Linked DNA regions of Danio rerio: region 2 is linked to region 1. Evidence: chromatin contacts called from public Hi-C data. All regions are on one chromosome and are shown on one strand. The core of a region is the stretch at or near the end of the contact, and the rest is flanking DNA. Distances in the headings are between cores, read along the strand shown.

The links. Hi-C and Micro-C count contacts between places; a contact is called where the count stands out from the background.
Region 2: a Hi-C map of hematopoietic stem cells shows a contact between it and region 1, with 3 times the contacts expected there. The contact joins the promoter of iqgap1 here to the promoter of crtc3 in region 1. A contact is called at or near these places in 2 of 18 Hi-C or Micro-C datasets (hematopoietic stem cells and an unstated tissue).

The regions. Positions count from the first base shown.
Region 1 is chr7:52,471,045-52,477,706 of GRCz12tu, reverse strand. crtc3 (CREB regulated transcription coactivator 3) reads left to right here and starts at 2,567. Exons shown (of 15, transcript XM_073907312.1): 1 at 2,567-2,689; 2 at 3,730-3,958. The coding sequence starts at 3,827.
Region 2 is chr7:52,602,676-52,609,337 of GRCz12tu, reverse strand. It overlaps iqgap1 (IQ motif containing GTPase activating protein 1), which reads left to right and starts at 2,382. Exons shown (of 37, transcript NM_001308966.1): 1 at 2,382-2,427. The coding sequence starts at 2,382. It overlaps cartl (cocaine- and amphetamine-regulated transcript-like), which reads right to left and starts at 795. Exons shown (of 3, transcript NM_001386407.1): 1 at 602-795. The coding sequence starts at 736.

The DNA.
Region 1 (6,662 bases), core at 1,318-3,817:
TTATATCCAAAAATATCTATGATTTTGTTCAAATTCCTCTATCTTTGTCAAACTAACAATAAAACCTACTTTAAAAAATGTACTAGCTTTCTTTTATATATTTTTTCATATTACTCAACCACCTTTTAGGTGTCAAAATCACTGTTTTCACCTTGTTGCACACCCAGTTTTAAACTTCAACAATGAGTATAACATTTTAAAAGATTATTTATCTGGTATCTATTAATGTATCTTAATTAAGCACTGGTGAAATAAATAAATATTTTATAGTTATTAATGTGAGACTATTATCAATATTATTTTTGATACAAAATATAGCTGTCCCACAGTATCTGTGTCATTTCCACCACAACACTGTAATGTCGCTTTAAAAGTTTGTATGAAAGATTATTTAGGTGGGATTATTTAAGTGATATCTGAGAACATCTTGAAGATGGAGGGAACTTACATTTTTATTAACAACACTTAAAGAAAAATCAAGGTAAATATTGCTGGATAAGGAAATACATTTATTCTACCTCATTTTGAAACCTGTTGAACCTTCAAAGATGTATTTAAAAACCAAACAAAATGAAGGTAAATAAGAGTGTTTTGTATACATGACAGGCTAATATTAATTCAAAGCTAATCGGTGAAGCTATTTTTCATTTTTTTCCACAATAAACTGTTCATTCAAATGTTATTTCCATCACCACACACATTAAAAAAATATATTTTAAAAGTTCTCATCACACATTTAAAGTGTATTCACAATGTATAAGTTCATACTCTATTTAACATACAAATTCAGTTTATTTATTTTTGAATAAGCTCTTAACCAAATTAATTACATTTTTGAGTGTGACAGGTGTATAATTCAGCATACAACTAATTTATTTCATTGACAAATGTATATTCATTATATATATATATATATATATATATATATATATATATATATATATATATATATATATATATATATATATATATATATATATATATATATATTGCGGAAAGATTGGTTAAACTAGACACAAAAATGATCTTAGACAATGTTTGACTGCCATCATTTATTTTAGTTTGAAATAAGCTCTATATTGAGATGTGCTGGAATTGACATTTGTTCAGTTAAAAAAAATGGGAAAAAATGTTTCTCTATATCTAAGTTTGTCCTCTTACAGATCTTCAAACTAGACAAATTGTTTAAACTTTTAAGGCTATGTAATGCTAATTTTGAACAAGTTTTTTTTTTTTTTTTTTTTTTTTACTTAACTTTACAAGGCTAAAAGTGCCTGTAGAATTTTGGTTGAAGTTGAAGCTTTTTCAACAGAACTGTGTGTTGGTATAGTGTGTCCACATTCATACTGAAGTGATAGAAACTCAGCAAGTCTCTATTTTTTTTTTAATTTCCTGACCTTAAAGTAGGACCCAAATCCCTGTGATTTTTAGGCCCACCGCAACATGACCTTGAAGTGCAATTTTCCCGCCCACTGAATTGATTGACAGGCGCCATGTTTCTATAATAACAAGTACACACATGCACACAGAAGATTTAATTGCAAACAAACTGGGATTAAAATATTTTTTAAAACTCTGTGATTTTTTGTTAGTTTTATAGGTTTAAAACATTTTTAAAACAGAGCATGTTTGTAATAGACAGTAAAATTGCTATGTAATTCCTAACTACTATAATGACCACGGGCGCAAGGTATCAGTAAACGCTAATATATATGTGTGTGTGTATACTGCAAGCATCATTTGTGTGAGACTCATCATTTCAGAAAGGCTTGAATAAACTCCACCACAAATACATCAAATAAACTTACTTTTAAACGTATTTTTTACGAATGACCTGTATTTCAGCTTCATCCATGTCTGTCTCTGTCACTGACTGCTGTTTATCTGATGTAACGCATAATGAGAAGCAGACACACAGGTGGAAACGGTGGGCAGAGAGAAGCAGCTCATTTGCATTTAAAGCCACAGGCTACAAAAACAGCTTCAGTATACTCAGACATCAAAATGGGCAGATTCTGGATTATTCTATAATAAATAATCTGGTGGGTATTTTAAGATGCACATTTTAAGACAGACACATTCTGGAGACACCAAAGGCTTATCATACACCTTGTAAAAGGGGAAAAATAGGTGCCCTTTAAAATGAGGTTTTTATAAAAAAAAAAAAGGTTCTTTCATCCCTACTCATCCCTATTCTTTGTAAATAACTGTTAATGAAATCAAAGATGGCAAACCTGCTACTTCAGCCTTCTGCTGTCACTTGATCCTTCAGAAACCATTTAAAGAGGCTGATTACTACTCAAGAACAATCTTATTATTTACATTCACTATATATTTTTAACAACAGATAATGCTCCGAGTGTTTGATCCTTTAAGATTCCTCCTTTAAGATTTTCTGTTTTCTTCCCTACTATAAATACACTTTCTGACAGTGGCCTGCGTTATGTGTGCACGCATGATAAGTTACACATTCTCAGCGTAAATATGATGTGTGTGTCCCTTTAAGGGAACTCCACTGCCTCCTTGTGGACACAACTTATAAAACAAAAAATCGCTTTGCAGTTTTGGGGCAGGCTTGAGTATTTTCTCCTCGGCTTGTTTTCATTCGGAGTGAGGGATCGGAGTTGACAAAACAAATGTGCGGCGTGGAGTCACGAGCGGGAGCCTCGCAGTTCAGCTGGATGTACAGGTGATGGACACGGAGAAGAAGAGAGAAGAGCGCAGCACACGCGGACCACACGATCGCATTTCACCGCTGCACTTCGCGAATCAGTAACATCTAAACATTTAGGCAGACTCGTGTGTCAACAGCGGTCGATCAGTGGCCGCAGGACAGCCAGTGTCTGTTGCTCACTTTCAGCCGCTAACGTTACTTTGCTGCGAAGTTGCTGTCGCGCGTACCTGTTTAGACGAGTTTTGAATGCGTAATGAGGTTTACATCGGCGAGACCACTTGTTGAAATCTCACGAAACTAACTCAAGTGTTGTGGACAATCAGGATAACTGAATTAGCTTTATAAGTGATTCTTTAACAGGTCGCACGGGTGTTTGCTGTCATTTACAGTCGGTTTGAGAGAAATCGCTTGTATTGTTTTGATTATCATATTGCTCATTAGCTGGTTAGCTGTCACGGCTGACTTTACGCCGTACATTAGCAAGCAATATCAATCAATTACGCACATTCAGACAGTTAAATCACTAGCTGTCAACCTTAATTCATAAATAATGGTAGGCACTTAAATATTTATGCGGAATCATGAAAAATGCATAATTAAAATCGCTCTTGTTAGAATCCAAAGTATTTAGCCTGCTAGCTAGAGTCGCTACTGAACTTGTTTCGTAAATCCAAGTGAAACATTTCCAAGTAGAAGCTTTTCTGTTTGGTATCGTGCAGTATTTTATTTCTCATCCTGTTTCTTACGCGATACAAAGCAAGAACTACTTTTGTGATGCCAAGCGAAACTGATAATTTAGCGATGTCCAGTTTCCTGACAAACTTTTAGCAAATTCGGCTCATCGCCTGTATACAAATATTGACATTATTAAAATAAAAGGAATTCCCAGATACCATCGATAATTGGCGCTCAAGCGAAATTAACTCCATTAAGTTGTTAATAATACGCTTTCATCGCATTTTCCAGCTCATTAATGGTTGCAAAGCTCTTGTCATTAAAGCGACCTCGTCAAACATCATTAAAGAGACTGGACTGCACTCTTCCTCGCTTTTCAGACATGGAGGGACAACTTAAGCACGTTTAACTTCTATATCGAAGACATTCAACTGTCAGTTCTCTGCGAAGATTATCACGAAACTCTGCGGCCCGACCATGTCTGGATCCCCGGGCTCGAGTGGCTCCAACCCGCGGAAGTTCAGCGAGAAGATCGCGCTGCACAACCAGAAACAGGCGGAGGAGACGCGGGCCTTCGAGCAGCTCATGACAGACCTCACTGTCTCAAGGGTAAGCTCAGCCAAATTAGGAAATTACCTCGCTCCATCGATCTCATACATTAAATTCAGCTGTCTAAGTTTGTCCTGTGCGCAAATGCGTCAGTGAGAATGTGAAATGAACGTTCAATCGAGCTCGTGAGGAGGGATGTGGATGTCTGTAGCACCGCTGTCGCACTGCACGCATATTGATTCATATTGACATCATTAAAGGGCTGATGCATTTAATTTAGCTCATCATATTTGCTAGTCAACACTCGATCAGAGGTGAAGTTAGTTGTATTCTGCAAACGTATTTCTTTCTTGGTGTACAGATGATTTGATTGCAGAAGTCACCATGGCAACCATAGTTTCTACCCAAGATGCCACAGTTACTACAGTAAAACAGTGGTAACATCAGAGATGTTCTTACTACATTTAGGGGCTTTGATGATATTACATTAGACAGAATGGCTGCAAAATCAGCATTGGGCATTTGGTTAAATTCTAGTCTGTTAGATATTTCAAAATTTTGTTTAATTCACCCATTACCTCATTATGCAAAATAGTGTGCTTGAATAAATAAGCATCAGTTTTATTGCTTTGTTAATGTGGCTCTGATTCTCAGCAGGATTATTAAAGAAGGAAATTTATGTATACGCTTTTTGTAATGAATAATGTACATTCATTTGTAAATTAACCCAACATTAAGTCCTAAAGCAGAAAGGCGCTAAAATGATAAGGATTAGTTAGGTCAAAGATGCTCAAACTAGGACCTGAGGACCTTTGATTTGGCCCACCATTAACATGCCTTTAACAGAGAATTCTTTATATTTGTTTTATTGATCAACTAAAAAGTTGAAATGAAATCTTTGAATGAAATTTATTTGTAAATGAATCTGATTATGAATGTAAATACTGTTACTCAATGGACAGAAGACAATGCAGAAATGTCAACGAGTGGGAGCGAATTTAGGATGTTCATTTAAGAGGGGCTTAACTCCTTACAAGTAAAAAAAAAAAAAAAAATATATATATATATATATATATATATATATATATATACACACAGTTGAAGTCAGAATTATTAGCCCCCTAAATTAAATTAGACCGCTTGTTTATTTTTTTTCCTATTTCTGTTTAACCGAGAGAAGATTTTTTTTCAACACATTACTAAAGATAATAATTTTAATAACTCATTTCAAATAACCAATTTATTTTATCTTTACCTTGATGTCTGTAAATAATATTTGACTAGATATTTTTCAAGACACTTCTCTACAGCTTAAAGTGACATTTAAAGGCTTAACTAGATGAATTAAATTAAGTAGGCAGGTTAGGGTAATTAGGCAAGTTATTGTATAAAAGTGGTTTGTTCTTTAGATAATCGAGAAAAAATATAGCTTAAAGGGGCTAATAATTTTGTCCCTAAAATGGTTCATAAAAAATTCAAAATTGCATTTATTCTAGCCGAAATAAAACAAATAAGACTTTCTTCAGAAGAAAAAATATTATCAGACACACTGTGAAAATGTCCTTGCTCTGTTAAACATCATTTGAAAAATATTTTAAAAAGAAGAAAAAAAATCAAAGGGGGCTAATAATCCTGACTTCAACTGTATATATAAACCTAATATTACATTTATAAGTAGTAATTGAATAGTAATACACTTAAAAATGTGTTTAATATGGGTTGTATTCCACTTTATTACATAGACAGCCACAGTCATTTGAGTTCTGAATAAGCCAAATAGGCTCAACCCACCTGTTTACTATAGTAAAAAACACTTTCTATATTCAAGTGCATTTTTTATTTCCATTTATTAAATCAGTGACAGTTTAAACGAGTACATTCTCTAAGTGCTTCTGTCACTTGGTTTAATCCTTTCTGTGCAAGACTGTATGGTATAGTTAATGCCACACGAACTGTAAAGTGTTTAATATTGGTAGTTCATTTTGAAATAAAAATAGCGAATTTGTCATTAAGAGTTTTTTGCTGGAGAAAACAGCTGTGCTGATGAAGTGAACGCTGAGAAAACCAGACTGCTCCTCCTTGACTTTGGGATACAGGTGATACAATGTTATCTATATTAAACTACTGCAAATAAGCAGATACTTTAACAATTTATTGATAAATGCACACCTCGTTCTCTCGCTGTCCACGGCTGTGGTTTGCTGATCAAATGAAAAACAAAAGACAGGAAGAAGCTGAATACTGCTGCCGTTTTCATATTAAATTTAAAGGGGACTGAGGCAATAATTTACAGTTTTAATAGCAAAACTTTGAGGGGCTGAGTAGAAATATAGGGGGCAAAATAAAAAAGGTCTATTGTTGCACAAATGTTTGAGCAGTTTAGTGACTTTTCCACATGCAACATTATGTATTGTAGATAAACCATTAATTTTGATACTACCGTTTATAAAGTACAGTGGCACAGCCAGTATTTTGGAGCCATAGTATCGCGATACCACCAATGTACTGGTAATCCGTGCAACCCTAATAGCAAATAGCAACTTTAACATAATACAGTTTTGTGTATTTACCTTTGGCCCACCACCCTCAATCAAGTTTGGTTTTTGGCCCTTACTATGAAAAAGTTTGGCCACCCCTGGTTTAGGTGGACAAAAGAAGCACTGTTCACTATAAATAATAGTTATAATAATTTACACAGTGCCTTTATAAAACTAAAGGTTAATTATAGGTTTTTCAACTTTTTTTTTGATACTGACTGTACATG
Region 2 (6,662 bases), core at 1,133-3,632, 130 kb before region 1:
ACTAAATATTCTTTTTTTTTTTTTTTTTTTTTGCTATTGTACCATGAATATTTTCTCAAATTATCATTAAACGTGGAGCTAACAGATTACTAGATAAAATAAGAACTTAATCGGTTGCCATCAGCCGAGTCCTTGCAAGAAGCGGCCAGGATATGGTTGACCGGAATCGGGCCAGTGCTTTACAGCCGCATCACAACCGCATGTGCGCGAGCGAGCTGCGGGCCGCACTCGGCCCGGATAACACTCGCCGATGCCGAGTCGGAGCCAGAGGCGCCGGGGGGCAGCCGAGCTCGGGCCGATTACTGCCTGCTATCTGGGAAGCTTTAAGTTGAATACTACATTTCATAATACTGTAGTATCTTAAAAATATCTAGTAAAATATTATGTAATGTATTATGTAAAGATAAAATAAATCAGTTAAAACTATTTGGTTAGAAATGTGTTGAAAAAATCTCTCCGTTAAATTGCGGGAAAAAATATACGGGAGGGGGACTAATGCTAATAATTCAGATGGGCTAATGATAATTCTGTGTCTAACAACAAAAATAAATAACGCTAAGTAATGAATAAACAAAGCTAATATCTCGCCGTAAAAACTCACCAGCTGATTCTCTGTTTCCTGCGGGGACAGTTGTGCGTCATCAAAGGTCAGTTCTTGGGAAGTTTGTCCAGAGCAGAGGACGGTGAAGAGTCCCGCTACGAGGAGTCCTGTCATCAGCATCTCAGAGCTCGTCATGACTGGAGAGAGTCCGCTGTCTGTCGGTCACTGGAAGTGTGGAGAATAAAGCAACTAGTAAACTGCTTACATGACTGTTTTATAAACTGACATGCCCCGCCCTGATTTCGGGTAAAGGCATTATTGGGTCAGCTATGGGGCAAAAGGAAGGCTATTTGTTTTGCTGACGCTTAGATTGAAAGCAGTTTATTGCATGTTCAATTGGTAATTTTGCTTTACGATTTCATGCATATATTAGGTAGCTACATGAGCAACACGAATATAATATAATATAGAATAAGCTCCAATGTGTAAAACAATAGGCCTACATTAAAGCTAAATTAAACAAACCAGAAAGAAAGAAAGAAAGAAAGAAAGAAAGAAAGAAAGAAAGAAAGAAAGAAAGAAAGAAAGAAAGAAAGAAAGAAATAGGCTAGATCCTTGTCAGGCCTGTTTCCCAGAGTTTTGTGACTAGCCATTACCACATAGTTAGCCTAACCATGATATTTGTACACTAAATAATTATACGATCAATTAGTCATGACAGCTATGCTTTACTTCATTGTGACTTATTAAATTAAGGTAATCACGTTCCAACATAATTTTTATAAGTTACGCAAGCTGTTTTAAGTCTGTTTAATATAGTATGAGCTCCATTAATTCCTGAGGTTAATTTAATTTCAGCTTAAGGTAACCAGGAGTTTTTTACTGTGTAGTAAAACAAATACAAATTCATTCATTCATTTTCTTTTCATTCAGACTCCACACAGAAATGCCAACTGGCCCAGTCGGGGCTCAAACCAGCGACCTTCTTGCTGTGAGTGTGAGGCAATCGTACTACCCACTGTGCCACTGTGACACCAATAAATATAAATACCTTGTAAAATAATAATAGTAAAACCATGGTTCATTTTTATAAGGAATTTATATTCACGGGTAAAAATGACCAACACATCAGCATATGATTCCTGAAGGATCATGTGACAATAACATTTAAAAAATATGTTTACATAAAATATGTAAATAATTTTATTATTTTTATTGAAAATAAAATTCCAGAATATTTATGCTTTTATTTTATGTCTGATGTTTGATCAGGTGAATTCAGCCTGAGCAGAAAACACTATTTACATTTTAAATGAATCTTTTAGGCCTAATGAACAAATCTTACTAATTCCAAACTTTTGATCAGCAGTGGAAATTGTATTATACTGTTGTAATTTATATTTTGATTACATATGATGTAATTGATTTTTTTAAATCATTTATCAATTAATTTTCCTGAATTGATACCATCTGAAACAGTACGGTCCCTATATTTTGCAGTCTATGCGCGGTCCTTGTTAGTTTGCTGCGCCCCCTGCTGGAGACTCACTGCTATAGATTGCTGTGGCGGACTGTGACTTCAGAGGGCGCTGCAGTCACATATAAAAGGTTTGAAGCGCTGTTCTTCAAATGGGTGTTTCCTGAAACGCATACTTCAGGATTTAGGAAGGAACACGCCCATGACATCAGTGAGTTTTCAAGAAGAAGAAAAAAGTCTGAGAAGTGCAGAGAAGTAAGAAAGGGGGCCAGAGGTGCCTTCTCAAGGTCTAAATAAAAGCCCTAAAAAACTACATCGAGAACGCGTAAACGAAATTGGACTACTTAACTTTTCTCAGAAAACATGTCAACTTCAGACGAGACAGACGGTTTCCGACCTAGATATGGGTGTAAGTATTAATACGTTTTCTTCAGGCGTTTGTTTAACTCTCTGCTCGATGTGTTACAAGAAAACTTGACTTTTATTTTATGCAGGTTCTTTGGTTTAAGGAAGCTGCCTTTCACTTGATTTCTGATGTTTTAATACAGCTGCTCTTTTTTTTAATGCTCAAGTTTGCATCGGCATGGTTTACAACTTCCGCATTAAAATACTGTATGGAGCAGGATCACCTGGACAACATTTCTGAACACCCCAACATGCTGTTTATACTGTACTTCTATAAAGCATCGAGATCCTCACACTTGATCTCCTGAAGCATTAAAAGCTACAGATCAAGATGAGCGTTAAATTGAGCATCAAACAACTGTATGATATCTGCAATTTAGACAAGGCTGCTTGGAAAAAAAGGTTATGTAAAGCGGTCAGTGGTTTGAATTTAACACATAGTGAAGCCCTGTTTCACCTTTGAGTGTTGTCTCTTTTTTTAAAAGAAATAAACCAATGACTAAAAACGCTTCAGTGAAGGGTGAACGTCACGCTGGAAAAAAGGCGTCTTTGTATCGCGCGCTGCTATTTATTTTTCCCCCCGGCCTGGGTGAAGCCCCCATTACCAAACTGGCTAAATTTAGAGCTACTTTTCTTCCGTCGATGCAGATCTCTGTTTCTTCTACTAAAACAGTGTGATCTTTCACTAGCTGACAGCTGCTGCACCTTTCAATATGCAGGTTTCAAATATAACCCACACCTCTCAGGTGAAGTGTGATTCATGTCAGTTTAAAGTGAATCTTTTGAATCGGTTCACATTTTTTATTATTACGTATATTTTTTTATTGAAGCATATAACTGACATACAGAGTTACACGATGACATGAAAGTCATAGCATGTGATGCAGAAAAAAAGATCCTGATAAAAATGCTCATTTTAGAATAACATTTCAGGTGGCATTTAGAGGTTTTTGCTTCTGAACTCTTCATACACACACACACACACACACACACACACACACACACACACAGGGATCCATAATATTTAAACTATTAGATTGTACGAATTATTTTGTTCATTATTAGTGATGCTTTTAAAGCCTTCTTGTAATTGAAGTTAAAGAATTGAGAAATATTTTTAAATCTTTACCGTAAAAATAAAGGAGGCATTACTTTTGCCTTGTGTATGTGAAACTTTCTCAGAAAAATGACCAACTTCAAAGCATTATCGAGTGTATCATAGCCAGTTTTACAATTCAAAAAAAGAATCATGCATTCATCTAAGTATCAATTAACTACCGGTTTAGAGTCTTGATTAATTCGACCAGTTGGTCTATTCGATTCACTCATAGCATTTGATTGAAAAGGAAATCATTTACATCACATTATTTCAATAAAAAGATGTACATTTTCAGAAAATGCGTAGGGGTGGCGCAGTAGGTAGTGCTGTCGCCTCACAGCAAGAAGGTCGCTGGTTCGAGCCTCGGCTGGGTCAGTTGGCGTTTCTGTGTGCAGTTTGCATGTTCTCCATGTGTTCGCGTGGGTTTCCTCCAGGTGCTCCGGTTTCCCCCACAGTCCAAAGACATGCGGTACAGGTGAATTGGGTAGGTTAAATTGTTTGTAGTGTGTGGGTGTGAATGGGTGTATATGGATGTTTCCCAGAGATGGGTTGCGGCTGGAATGGCATCCGCTGCGTAAAACGCGTGCTGGATAAGTTGGCGGTTCATTCTGCTGTGGCGACCTCGGATTTAAGGGACTAAGGGATAAAGGGACTAAGCTGAAAAGAAAAAGTGTAGGTTAAAAGTGGACAAATCTGCCAGCAGTTTTGTATTGTTACAGTTAAACAGATGTAAATGAAAACTATTTGTTTTCTCTGTTTTACACAGGGACACGCCTATTTATATTTCAGTAAAAATTTACCAGATTATTTAAACGCAGATGTTTGACCTCTCTGGAGCTTTGGTGAAAATTACAGATTGAATTTACCCATTTTTGTGTTTTCCCACTTGTGGACAGTTACATTAAGCCTGATGCATTATGGATGATGAAGTTTTAAATAGGAAAGCATGACCCATTTTCTCTAGTCATGTAGCATCATTTTTTAAAAACTACTTTCTCCTGCAAAGGTTTGCATGTTATTCTAAAAGCCAATATTTTAATCTGGATTACCTGTTAAAGGTATAGCTTATCCAAGAATGAAAATGCTCACTCTGAAGCCATTCTAGGTGATCTGTATAGCTTTGGTGTCTCAGACAGACACAAGCATATCCTGGCTTTGTAAAGGCAGTCAATGAGTACATATACATGGACTCCAATAATCTGATTTTAATATGATTAAGACGATATTCTGATTAACCGCGCATTCACATGGGACTTAAGCATCAACGCTTGACCGAGAGCGTGTCTGAAGTTGTGGCTGATGCGATTGTCAATGCAGCATCAGGCAATGAAACAAGTCCGCAATCCGCTACTGTCTGAGCTGGGGTATTCACATAAAGCGATCTGACGCTGATGCTTGCGTTCGTGCTTGAAAAGATGCGAATTTCCCAACTTCTGCAGTGAGCAACGCCGCTGAAGCGGTGCCAACGAATCCATAATGCAGTTCAGCAAAGCCTGAAGTCACCCATTCAAAGTGAATAGGAAGCGTTGACGCCTTGCGTGAATAGGGCGTAAGAGTCACATCGATTTTTGATTAATTTAATTCAATTAAGGTCATAATCAAACCAAACAGAAATCGGATTAAGACATATGGAGTATGCCGATTTTAGTGTCATTACTAAAGTTTAGTACAGACATGTAAACACCGCAATCAAACTATTACAGTTGTGTAGGACTTTTCGCTGCCTTTTGTGACAGGATAATCTTTACACCCACAGCTGTTTGACACTATTCTCTGCACCTACCGAGTCAGTGAAAGACCATGACTCGGCAACACACCAAAGTCATGTGGCAAAATGTGGAGTTTTTTTGATCAAATTCTATTAAAACAACACTCTTCCTGCAGTTCATCCTCTCATCCAATATCTCGTTTGTCACGGTGGCATGCATGAAATGATCCTGAATGAAAATGAAAGTGCCAAACTGCAGTTAGAGTTGACAAATAAAAAATGAAACACCCGAAATTAGATGGTGACGCAATTAAATTATTGGAATTTTGTGCTATAAAACATGTAAAACAGTATGAGGAAAGGAACATTCAAAAAGCAACTCATGTAAACACCTTCATCATATATTAATCTTATTCAGATTAATGCAAATAATTAGATTACTGATGTCCATGTAAACGTAGTCAATGGTGCCCAAGGTTTTAAAGTACAAAAATGCCAATCCATCCATCATAAAACTAATTTAAAAGACTATTATGAAGGCCTTCTGATATAAGCAGCAGGGTTTGCGATAAGTTATGTCATTTATTAGAGCTATTTGGATAACTTTAAATGGATGGATGTGCCGTTTAGACCTTAAAAACCATGGCTCTATCCTCTGCCTTTACAAAGCTGGGAGAAGACAGGAAATTGCTTAATATCACTCTGACTGCATTTGCTTGAAAGAAAACAGTAAATAATTGCATAATATATTTTAAGGTGAACTAATCCTTAAAGTTAAACAACAAATACCTCAAAATATGGCTTATTTTAGAGCAGTTTGTTCCAACTAGTAATGCTCTTCTTTTTCACTGCTGGCTCTCATTGCTTTGTGCTGTAAAGCCTGGTTTATACTCGACGTGACCGCTTGAGTGCGCGCAGCGAATGTGACATCATTGTTGAGTTTGCGGATGTTCGCTTTGGGTGCACGCGACATGATTTCGGCTGGGGAGCGCATGGCATTTTTTAAAAACTCGAGCGAACAGTGCGTTTAATTTGAGTTGCATATGAAACACTTTGAAGAGATTTTGTCTGAAACAGAACAACTGTACGGACATCTTTATGATCTCTGATCATAGAGATAACGAGATGACCAATAATTCTTGGCTAAAAATAGCAACAGTCATAGGAAAGGAGAAAGTTTTTGTTAAAAGGTAAAGAGGGATAAGTTTTTATAAAAACTAAAGAGGCCATGGCAAAAGTGAGCCAGGTACACAATTACAGAAATATGTTTTTCCACCAGTCATAGATTTTTACACTGATGTATATATAGAAATGTGAATTTAATACAATTTAATAGCTACAAAATTATAACTAAGGAACAGATTATTGATTTGATAGTTGGAAAGGAATATTTGAACCTATCAATTTACAATATACTGGTGCCTGTTTCTCT